Regions from separate parts of the Mus musculus genome. Here region 1 is linked to region 2. A link is a contact called in public HiChIP or PLAC-seq data. All regions are on one chromosome and are shown on one strand. Each heading gives the region's core, a stretch centred on a gene start, on an enhancer-like site or on the middle of the called end of the contact. The rest is flanking DNA. Distances are from core to core; before and after follow the strand shown. Region 1 has its middle 28 kb from the start of Gm34994. Region 2 has its middle 11 kb from the start of Gm34700.

The links. HiChIP or PLAC-seq counts read pairs in DNA pulled down with a chosen protein or histone mark.
Region 1: a FOXA1 HiChIP or PLAC-seq map of pancreatic cancer cells shows a contact between it and region 2. The contact joins two enhancer-like sites. A contact is called at or near these places in 1 of 15 datasets of contacts at CTCF or cohesin (large pre-B cells), 3 of 484 Hi-C or Micro-C datasets (the G1E-ER4 cell line and embryonic stem cells), 4 of 115 datasets of contacts at active chromatin or transcription factors (acute myeloid leukemia, embryonic stem cells, large pre-B cells and 1 more) and 1 of 9 other capture datasets (embryonic stem cells).

What each region holds. Positions count from the first base shown.
Region 1 is chr5:147,128,707-147,134,309 of GRCm38.p6, forward strand. No RefSeq gene overlaps it. Among named protein-coding and RNA genes, the nearest start is that of Gm34994, 28 kb to the right of the region's middle. Within about 2 kb of position 3,740, at least 34 of the 459 cell types and tissues checked have an H3K27ac peak or open chromatin away from gene starts, as enhancers often do. A contact at or near this core is called in pancreatic cancer cells, where this site is marked.
Region 2 is chr5:146,686,777-146,692,479 of GRCm38.p6, forward strand. No RefSeq gene overlaps it. Among named protein-coding and RNA genes, the nearest start is that of Gm34700, 11 kb to the right of the region's middle. Within about 2 kb of position 1,300, at least 55 of the 459 cell types and tissues checked have an H3K27ac peak or open chromatin away from gene starts, as enhancers often do. A contact at or near this core is called in pancreatic cancer cells, where this site is marked.

The DNA of each region.
Region 1 (5,603 bases), core at 2,490-4,989, 440 kb after region 2:
CTTGTTAACGACGGCCCTGACTCTTTAGCCCCAGCTGACCGGAACCACAGACTCTTAATTCAAAATAGCAAATATGCAAAGGCTCTCAAACGTCCCTCTGGAACTCCACAAGTCAGGCCTTCATCTTCTGCATTTCTCTCAACACTTTTTTTCTCCCGACCTCCCACAGAACAGCCTACCATGCTTTGAGCAATCAAAAAGTCAATGGCTTTTCTTACCCAAAGTTCTTCCTCAGTCCTTCCCAAAACACACGGTCAGGTCTGTCACAATAATACTCTGTAATCCTGGTGCCAATTTCTGTCTTAGTTAGGGTTACTAGTGCCATGATGAAACACCATGACCAAAACAATTTGGAGAGGAAAGGGTTTAGTTGGCTGACATTTCCACATCACTGTTCATCATCAAAGGAAGTCGGGACAGGAATTTCAAACAGGGTAGGAATCTGGAGGCAGGAGCTGATGCAGAGTCTGGGGAGGGACGCTGCTGACTGGCTTGCTCCTCCTGGCTTGCTCAGCCTGCTTTCCTATAGAACCCAGGACCACCAGCCCAGGGAAGGTGCCACCCACAATGAGCTGAGCCCTCCCCCACTGATCACTAACTAAGAAAACACCCTACAGGCTTGCCTACAGCCAGCTCTTATAGAGGCATTTTCTCAATTGAGGCTCCCCCTCTCAGATGACTCCAGCTTGTGTCAGGGTGACCTAAAAGCAGCCAGCACAAATCAGAACAGAAACATTGTCGTCTTCACTGTCATCGCCATTTACCTGACTTGTCAGGTTGTCAGGTTAGCTGCAAATTTTCTATCTTCTGCCTCAGCCCCCCACAGTACTGGGATGCCAGATGAACAATATCAGCCCCCCCCCACCCCCCGCCAGTCTTTAGTGTTTCTATCTCAGATGTCTAAGTTACAAAAGTGTGGGCTGAGGAGATGGCTCAGTTAGTCAGATGGGGTATAAGCTCTTGCTATACCCCATGAGGACCTGAGTTTGTGTCTCTAGCACCTACATAAAAGCTGGGACATGCATCAACACACCCAGTGTTGGGGAGAGAGACAGGCAGGTTCCCAGCTCACTGGCCAGCGAGAGCCTGGATTGGTGGGAGATCTTGTCTCAAAAATAAGATGGAAAGAACTGAGGGAGACAGCTGACACTGACCTCTGACCTCCACACATGCCTGCATGCACTGACATCTCTCTCTAAAAAGCTGCTGATGGCCTATTTTTGTTTTTTTGTTTTTTGTTTTTTGTTTTTTTGTTTTTTTTTTTTTTTTTTTTTTTTGAGACAGGGTTTCTCTGTATAGCCCTGGCTGTCCTGGAACTCACTCTGTAGACCAGGCTGGCCTCGAACTCAGAAATCCGCCTGCCTCTGCCTCTCGAGTGCTGGGATTAAAGGCGTGCACCACCACGTCCGACCACAAAAAAAGTTTTAAAACAAAATTCTCATCTATTTATACCTTTCACTTAAGTGTCTGAATCTTAACTGCTGAGCCATCTCTCCAGCCTGTGTCTGAATATCTGATTGGGTGTTTTTAAGATCTGTTGCTGGCTTCCTTTTCTGGGCTGTCCTTTCTGTCTACATACATTGTGTTTGACTTGGGAGATTCCCCCCCACACCACCCCACCCCAGTGGACCCCACCCCATCCCAGTTGGAGGAAGTCACACATAGAAAAAGATTCGAGGTAACCAGTCATGTGTCAGACATAGAACGATTTAAAAGTGTTATATAAGTTACCAGCTAGTCGGGGAACAAGTCCAAGCATATGGCCCAGGCATTTATTCATAAATAATTAACTCTCAGAATTGTTATTCAGGAAATGAGGTGCTGGTGGAAAAGCCTACAATTATAGCGTCCCTCTGCATTTCCCTTGGCTTCTGTATCCCTCCCTCACATACACACACACACACACACACACACACACACACACACACACACTCACACACACAAAACCTACTTTTATTTGTGGCAGTTCATTGACCCACATCCCTATTGCTGCCCAAACCCCATCATGGGCTGGTGCCCTGGGCTGAGCAGAGAGACAGCTCTCTCTGCTCATATGCCTCCAATGTGTGTTTAGAAAACACATTGGGGGGGGGGGGTTCTTTCCCTCTGGAAACAAAAAAAGATTCTGGTTACTGCCACCACCCCCAGCAGAAGAATATTGTAATTTATAGTCTGAAGTCAGGAGTAATCCCAGCCCCTGTGTGGTTGAGGCAAACGAGTATTATTCTGAGTCCAAGACCAACCTGGACTACAGTGTGAGTCCCAGGCCATCTGAGCTGCAGAGTAAGTGTCAAATGTGTGTTCTTAAGATGCAGTGGCCACAAGCATCTTAAGTGCTTTGGTCTGAGCACTTGGGAGGCAAAGCAGGGAGATCTTTCTCTGAGTTTAAGACCAGCCTTGATCACATAGCGAGTTCCAGGTCAGCTGGGACCACACAGTGAGACCCTATCTCAGACAAATTTTTAAAAATGTGTGTTCTGGTCTTATAAAGAATGCTCATTCCTGGGCTCAGTGGTTAAGGGCACTTGTTGTGAAAGACCTGATTCCCAGCACGGATATGGAGGTTTGCCATCTTCTCGGGCACCAGGCATGCACGTGTTCCACAAACATACATGCAGCCACAACACACACATATAAAGTAATCAAAATAAATCTAAAAAGGAAAAAAGAGAGAGAGAGGCAGGATGCTTGTTCCCATAAGGCTGGCAGTGCTGTGCAGTCTGTGTTTTATAAGCACACAAGCAAAACCCTGGCATCTCATCATGTTTTCCTCCCTGAATGTTAGGAGATGGAACAGTTAGGCAGGGGTGAGTGTGGAGGGAGAACGGTGCTGGGGACAGAGCTCTTGTCCTGCGAGGCCCAAGTCCACACTTACCTAGATTGCTGCCCAACCCTCCTTCCCATAGCCTTGGCTCCTCCTGAGTTACACAGTGGGACACATGGATGGAATTCACTCAACCAAACTTTTGCTGTTAGCTGAAGAAAATTTATAAATCAGAGAATTAGGCTTCAATAACTGTGCCTACCATTACCTCTCTCATACTCAAGTTGAAATAAAAGCTTTTGATACCTTCTTCCATAGTCTTGGCGAGCAGAGCAGATTCAGAATAATACTAATATATATGTAAACGTGTGTGTGTGTGTGTGTGTGTGTGTGTGGGTGGGTGGGATCATGGAGATGGGAGGGCATACCATCTAGGGTGCACAGGTCTCCGTTACAAGCAGGACACATTACAAGCCGTGTCCCCCAACCTGGCCACTGGTCTGGGCACGGCTAGGTTCCATCACCATTCCTGAGGTTTCCCCCGAGCCTCTGAAATGTGGTCCTCAGTCCACAGAGGACACACACACATCACAGACTGTGTGACTCATAGAACACATGAAGCATGCTCACAAAATGGTTAACAAGGAAGGGCTCTGGTGAGGAGGCCCTTGGTCCCTTGTGACCATTTGAGTGACTCACAGCAGAGCCAGGCAGAAAAGCCAGGGTGAGCTGCTACTTAGTTTGGGGATGTGATTTTTTTGGCCTTATGAGACATAGGGTGAGAAGCTTAGAAGTCATTTTGGGGCCAGAGATTGGGGTTTTCAGTCTATTAACAAAGAGACTTATAATAAGAAAGCTGTCAATCTCTGCCACATGAATTCGTACAGAGAAAAATGCTGGGATCGCTGAGTAACACCTTATTGCCACAAAGGGCACCTTCCCCCCACCACCACCACCCGGCTGTGCACATTCTGAACACTTTTGTCTCTCAGTCCTGCCCTTTCTGGCTCCCCAGCCTTCTAAATTCCAAACTGTTCCCCTCTGGGTTTGACTGAGTGCCTCTCTCTTACACACACACACACACACACACACACACACACACACACACACAGAGAGAGAGAGAGAGAGAGAGAGAGAGAGAGAGAGAGAGAGCCTAGTGCTCTCTTTAGCAGGTGCCACTCTTCTGGGCCAGGGTCTTTGTGTTGTGCCATCAGTGTGGGGCAGGGTTTGTCCAGCCAGTCCCAGAATAGGGCTGCTGCTGGTGGTGATGGTGGTGGTGGTGGTGGTGGTGGTTTCAATATTAGGAGTGGAACCAGACCCAGGACAGTTTAACCTCAGTGTTTAGTGCTGTGCCATGCTCAGTCTATACTGTCCCTGAATAAGTGATGAGATGAATAAGCAGACAATCCCAGCATTCCAGGGGAGGAGGCAGGAGGATTGTCAATTCTAGGCCAAGCCTGCCCCACTGCGAGACTCTGCTCAAAAGAAAAAAGAAAGGTGAATTAATGTAAGAAGAATTCTATGCAACCTTAATTTTTTTTTTTTTTTTTTTAGCCAGGCATGGTAGAGCACGCCTTTAACTCCCAGCATTTGGGAAGTAAAGGCAGGTGGATCTCTGTGAGTTCAAGGCCAGCCTGGTCTAAAGACTGAGTTCCATGACACCTAGGCTTTGCCTCAAAAAAAAATTGTTTTAAATTTATTTTTACATTATGATATACAAATATGATATGGGCATTTGCCTAGATGTAGGTGTGTGCCATATGAATGCAGTGCCTGCAGAGGCCAGAAGAGGACGCTGGACTCCCTGCAATTGGAGTTACAGGCCGTTGTGAGCCGCCATGTGGGTGCCGGGAATCGAACCAAGGTCCTCTTCAAGAGCAGCCAGTGCTCTGACCGTCTGAGCCATCTCTCCAGCCCCTGTATTTTTAACTGGTTAAGAGGACCACAAACTTACAGAGTATCAAAGCCACTTTTTCAGGCTCTTTAGTCTTCTGATTAAGGGCATGTGTTGCGGCCTTAAGACCCTAACTTAATGCTTGCCGGCTCATGTGTATTTACGAATTGGGAATCCTGCACCAGTTGGTTGTCTTCTTGTTGCTCCTTCAGTTCTCAAGCTGAGGCAGAAGGCTTCTAGTGATGTAATTTGAGAAATGAAGTTCGCGACTGAGAGCTTCTACTGGACTCTATGCTGTGGAGCTAAAGCGACAGGAATACGCTCTGCCCGGGGCCAGGGAACAGAGAACGGCTGTTATCCAGGCACCTTCAACTCTGCTTCGCTTATGGGGCAACGTGTAACTAAATGCCAATTAATTTTCCCCCATCCTGGCAATACTGTGAAACCGCAGAGCATTCTGAAAGGGTTGCCATTTGGTCTTTTGTGCCCCGTGTTTTCACCCCGCGCCTTCACCTGGGTGGTACCCTGCAGTTTTGTTCATTTCAGCGGCGGCGTGAGGGGGCGGGGGAGGGGAACGACCTGGCAGGCAGAAAACAAGAGCGAGGCATCATAGTTTTTCAACGATTTTAGCAGGATCCCCCATCAGTGGCTTTTCTGCCTCTCTCTCCCTCCCAGTGAGCAAGGAGGGCTGATGTTTTTAGTTGTTTATCCACAAATAGTAAATAAACTCAGTGGCCGTATTACATCTTCTTTCATTATCTCACTGAACTTTGAAAGCCTCGACCAATTCATCCTCTGGATTCGGCCTTTTTTTAAAATTAAAAAAAAAAAAAAAAAAAAAGGAAGCACCAAGTGCCATCTAACTAGTTTAAAAGAGAACAACAAACAAAGCAGGCTTTTTCCTCCTCCTGAGCTGTGTATATAATTACTTGAATAATGTTGAAT
Region 2 (5,703 bases), core at 50-2,549:
AAAATGAAAACCGTTCTAGACAGGGCCGCCGGTGACGGCTCTGTAGCCGTGTGAATGTAATAATGCTGACAGCGTGCATTTAACAGTTAAGATGGGAAGCCTTGCCTTATATGTACTTCGTGATTGATTATTTTTCAAGTTTGGTTGTAAAGCCCAGGCACCTTTAGACAAATCGAGCTGCCTCCAAGAGAAGACGGCATCAGGCTTTGTCCATGGCCAGGGGATGCCTGGCCTTTCCACACAGCCCCTGCCCATGAGCTGCTGCTCCTGCCCAAAGCGAGAGCACCCACCTGCTCCCCGAGCCCTGATCTCACCGCTTGTATCTGCCTAGAAAGGGACTTCCCAAGAGGTCACTGGCCACCTGTGGTCAGAGGTGGCCCTGCATGCTTGGGTCTCTCCCAACCGGTGGTAAATGCACGCAGCAAGATCCACACTCTGCGTTCTTTCTGCATACCATGCTGCTCCCGCAGAGACCGCACACACTTGGTGCTTAATAGATAGTCGAGGAAGAGAAATGCGAAAGGAGGCAGGGGAGGGTGAGAAAGGGAGATGGAGGGATGGGAGGGAGATGCGCCAACGTGGGTCAGAACTCACCTCCGCTTTATGGGTACAGATAGGGCCTCAGGATGAACGGGCAGCGGGCCATTCCCGCGGGGCTCAATTTCTCCCTCCCCTGTCTCACTCCCCAGAATTTTGGAAGTGACGGTACTCATATCCTCAGGAGGGCTGCTCAATGTGAGTGGCATCGGGGCCCATGACGAAAGCCACTCACCCCACCCCCACCCCCACCCCCAACCCCACCCCCACCCCTACCCCCACACGCTGTTGCTTTTTGCTGCCCTAGAACAAGAAACACAGAATATTCAATTCCTGAGCAGGCTTCGCACATCCAGGGTGCTACCCATTAGCTCACACCACCTGGGCACCCTATCCTCCCTTGGCCTCCTGGACCTCCCTGGCTCCCTCAGCCCCCGGGGCCCCGTATTATCCACACAATCTGTTCCCGGGTGATAATGAAACTCTCAGGTCAGGAAGAGGGAAGCTTTGTGACCCTCCTGTCGGGAGGAGGGGGTCTCTTTGCTTGTCGGACCCTGGTATTTGCTCACCTGACATTTCAATTTTGTGACAAGGTGACATGCAAAGGGGAGAGGGCACATTTTTTTGGCAGGAGAGGTAATTTATTAGACATCCACTCGCCAGCTATAAACATCTCCTTTCGGTTTGCTATTGCAGTCCCGGCCTGCCACAGGGCTGATCCCTGGTTAATGCATAACTTGGTGAGTGCCACTCTCAGGGCAGGCAAGCCTCATGCCCCCAGCTCCTCACTTCCTCCTCCACCTGACCTGACAACGGGGCCATGTCACCCTCTGCTTGCAAAGAGGCGGGCCTGAAGCTGGAGTCCCACACCGGTTGACCCAGAGTGACATGAGGTCACGCTTACTGAGTGCAGTAGGCTAGGCTTCGAGTTTTCCACCCGTGTGGGATGGCTGTGACGGCCACCTTAACACAAAAGCAGCTGCTGCACCCTGGGGATGAACCTTCTGTTTTCTGACATCCTCCCTGTGGCTTCAAATAATCAAGGACGGGGAGGAACACGCTGCAACTGCGGTGCTCTGGGGTGAGATGGAAAACAAACACGCAGGGCTAGAACCGGTGTACACGCGCCTTTAATCCCAGCACTCCAAAGGCAGAGGGAAGGCAAAACTCTGTGAGTTCAAGGCCAGCCTGTCGACATAGAGTTCCAGGACAGCCAGAGCTACGAGATTCTATCTCAAAATAAATGAAAGAAGAAAGAAAAAGCAGGTCACTTACCAATGGAACTGACTGAAGTATCCCCAAATATCCAAAGTAAACTTGGTGGCCGAAGGGAGACTTCTAGAAAACCTTAGAACGTAACACAAATATAGAGAAGCATGTTTGGTTGCAACTTGATAAATTCCCATGAAGCAAGTCTGCCTACCTAACTTGAACAAATTCAAAACAGAGCTTGGCCAGTTAGTTGGGACTAACCCCAGGTACCCCAAGTCAGAGTGACCCTCATCCTGGCCACCATCAAAGGTCTCCGTTTCCTGAATGTTCTATTGCATCTGGCTTCTCTCAGCATCCTGGTACCTATGGTTGAAGTCCACTCCTTCCATTAGTTTATTTCCCTGGGGAATATAGGTTGTGTATAGCTTTGGCCAGCATGTCAAAAACGCAGGTTCTGGGTGAGGCTGGAGAGATGGTTCGGTGAGTAAGCACAGGCTGGCGGCTCTCCCGGCAGACCCCAGTTCGAATTCCAGCACCTACCTGGTAGCTCACAATTGTCAATAACTCCACTTCCAGAGGATCAAGTGCCCTCTTCTGGTCTCTGCAGGCAGGCACCAGACACGCACATGGTATACTGACATATATACAGGCAAAACACTCATACACGTAAAATTAAAAATTTAAAATGCAGGTTAGAAGAAGGGACATCCTTGGGTTTTGATATCTGGTTTGATAGCTGGGTGATACTGGAGCCAATATCCTGCAGATATCTAGAAATGCCTGTGATGTTTTCACTTTACAAAGACAGCAGGGGCCTCTGTGGAGCCTTTTGTGAGGTGGGAAGGTCTTAGGATGTAGCCCAGTTTGATATGCACCTGTCACATAGGGAATCTTGCTTTGGGTTTCCTGGTCTGATGTTTGGTGTTGGGCTGAACCCAGAAACAATAGGGAACTTGCAAAAAGGAATTTGTGTTGGGGACGGATGGAGATAGGTGAGACTGAATGAGGGCCAGGTCCACAGGACACTTTTCTGAGTTAGCCAGCCCAGAGTCGGAGAAGGGAATGTCTGTGTGAGATTGACTTTCACCTAATGTAAGCAGAGATAAATGGAGAGAGACTCTTACAAAAACAACCCAAGTCTCAACCGCGGGTCATAAACACACCTTGGACACTGGGGCTCTGTGTGCAGATGACATGGGATGTAGTGGGAAGAGTGGGGGCCAGGAGAGCGCCCACCACACAGCCTAGTGGCCTGCCTTCTCGTGTTCAAAGGCCACATAAAAATGCTGGAGGTGGTGTGTGTGGGCAACACCAGCGCTCTGATAGCCAGATGGGAGGCAGAGACAGGAGGACCCCGAAGCTGGAGCTCAGAGCCAGCTAGCCTGGGCCACAGCGCAGTGGCAAACAGCAAAGAAGCCTTCCCCCATCCCCAAACTACGTGGAAACCAAGGACTGCCTTTGCTTTCAGAGTGCTAGGATTAAAGATGTGCACCACCACTACCTGGCTAAGGTCACTTTTTATTTGGGCGTCCCAAATCCAATTCAAACCCATCAACAAGCAGGTGTGAGATGTAAATGCAGAGAGAGTCAAAGCTGCAGCAAGATCACAAAAAGCTCAGATGTTGCCCTACATGGGCAGGACCACGCTATGCCTGGAGTCTCATCCCCTCTTGCACATCCACACAGTGTGGCCAATGAGAAGAACCAGATATCTAAGGGGGGTTGGGTCATGAGGAAACACTAAGGGTCTCAAAAAAAAAAAAAACCTGTCCTTCAGTGAGGTGTTGTTTGCCTCTTGCTGGGCTGCCCTGGGTGTCATCGCTGGTTCAAACTGACCTCCTGCTCATTGTCTCGGCTGAATTCGCCCTTTTCTCCCTGGGAGCACAGGACTCGAAACATCTCTACAGATGTTTTCATCGTCAGCACATCTGCAGTGAAGTGCACAGAAGGGATTCCACTAGACTCACATACTAAGGGGTGGGGCATGGGAAACAGACACACATCTGTAATCCCAGCATTTAGGAGACAGAGGCAGACGGATTTCTGTGAGTTCAAGGCCAACCCTGATCTACATGGTGAGACCCTGACTCAAAAGCGAAAGAAAGAGGAAGAAGTAGGGGAGGACAGGAGAAAGAGGAAGAGAGAGGGAGATGGGGAGGACAGGATGGAAGGAGGAGGGAGGACAGAGGACGGGAGGAGGGGGGAGAGAGGGGGAAAGAGAGAGACTGAAACTACTGAAACACTGCATGTGTCTTTTAAGGATGTGGACCGTGTGGTAACCATTTAAGGAGGCTGCCGTAGCAACACTTCACTTCAGTTATTATTATTTTTTTATGGGACCATTATCATCCAGAGCCCCAGGATTAATAAAAACAGAGAGTGATAAAGGGACACTTGAGGGAGGCTGACGCTATCTACTGGATCATAAGAGGAATTAAAGCTCCCGTTTGGAATAACCAATTCTGCTTGCCTCACAAGCTCAGAAAGCAAACCAGAAAGCTCAAAGGGCACATGAGGGGCCGTAGACGTGAGGCCCCCACGAAAATCCAAGGAGTCACCTCTCAGGGTTCCTGTCTTCCTGCCCACACATCACATCCTCATTCAAACAAACTTGGGGAGAGAGGGAAGAAGGGATCTTCTGGTGCCCTCACCCCCACCTACCCTCCCTTTCATTCACAGTGGACACTCGTGAGGCCTAGTGTCGTGGCTGTGACACTGTTGGCAGTTGGACTCCCTACGGCTGGTTTTCTCTGCACTTGAGCCAGCTACCTCCTGTCCTGCCCTTTAAAGAAGCCAATAGAGTGCTCTGACGCATAACAAGCCACACCAAAGCAACTGCCAGGTGTCTTGCCCTGTCTTTGGAATCCCAAGGCCCTCCTTAAATGTCTTGCCAATGGCTCCTTTCCGTTCTGTTTTCCCCAGCCCTGCAAACATATGACCACAGAGAGCCGGGAGCTGTTGTCAAGGAGGGGAGAGCCTGAGAGAGTGTCTATAAGATGAGAGGAAAGAGAAGAGAAAGACAGTACCCAGGCGGGCTGTGCCTGACCCACCCTGACCTTCTCTCCTGTCTGCACATAGCAGAGCTGGGCTTGGTGACCAAAGTGCACGTGCAGATGAAGAGCTGAGGGCCGTGGAGAAGCTATGAATTGAGATGGTGACCAAGCATCTATACCCCACGTAATGTATATCACTGAGACGGCTCCGTCAAACACAGACAGGGCGGATGGAAGTAGAGTCTCTGTCCCCCTTTTTGCTTTCTATGAATGGCAACCTCAACCCCACCCCAATCTTCCCTGTGATTCTGACAGCACATGGGCCCACTTTGAGCTCAGCCACTCCTGTACTCCCTACCTGATGTTACCTAAAGGAAATGGGAGGCCCGGTCCCAGCAGGGGGCACTCACACCAAGGATAACATCAGTATCCAGAGTATTCAGAGACCTGAATCAGGGCCCAGAGATACAAGGCAGCCGGCAGTCAGGAGCTGTGCCTTGCGTTCATACAGAGAGACGCATGCAGGGCAGCTGGGCACTCTCAGCATGGGATACCTACACCTCTGTGACCCCGCCCTGAGAAAGAGACAAACAGACAACTCGATGTGTAGGCTACGGCTGATCACAGGATGTGGAGAAAGCAGACAGGGTGGGTGACAGAGATTCACAAGGTCCCCGTAGGGCCAGGCATGAGATGCCTGAGAAGCCCAGAAGCAGGTGAACAAATGGGTACCCCATCTGCATTCCGTGCTGCAGCCAGGTCAAGCTTCCCTAAGTACATTTAATCACTAAGGGCTTCCCCATGGTTGTTAAGACACTGTGGAAGCCATCTCCCTTTTCCAGGGTAAAGAGCTCAGCATTTCAGGCTTATCTTTGCTCCTCTGTGGACAGACACAGGGAGGAGATGAAAATTCACCACGGAGATAATTTCCAAGACAGGATGCACTGTCAGCCCAGATGCC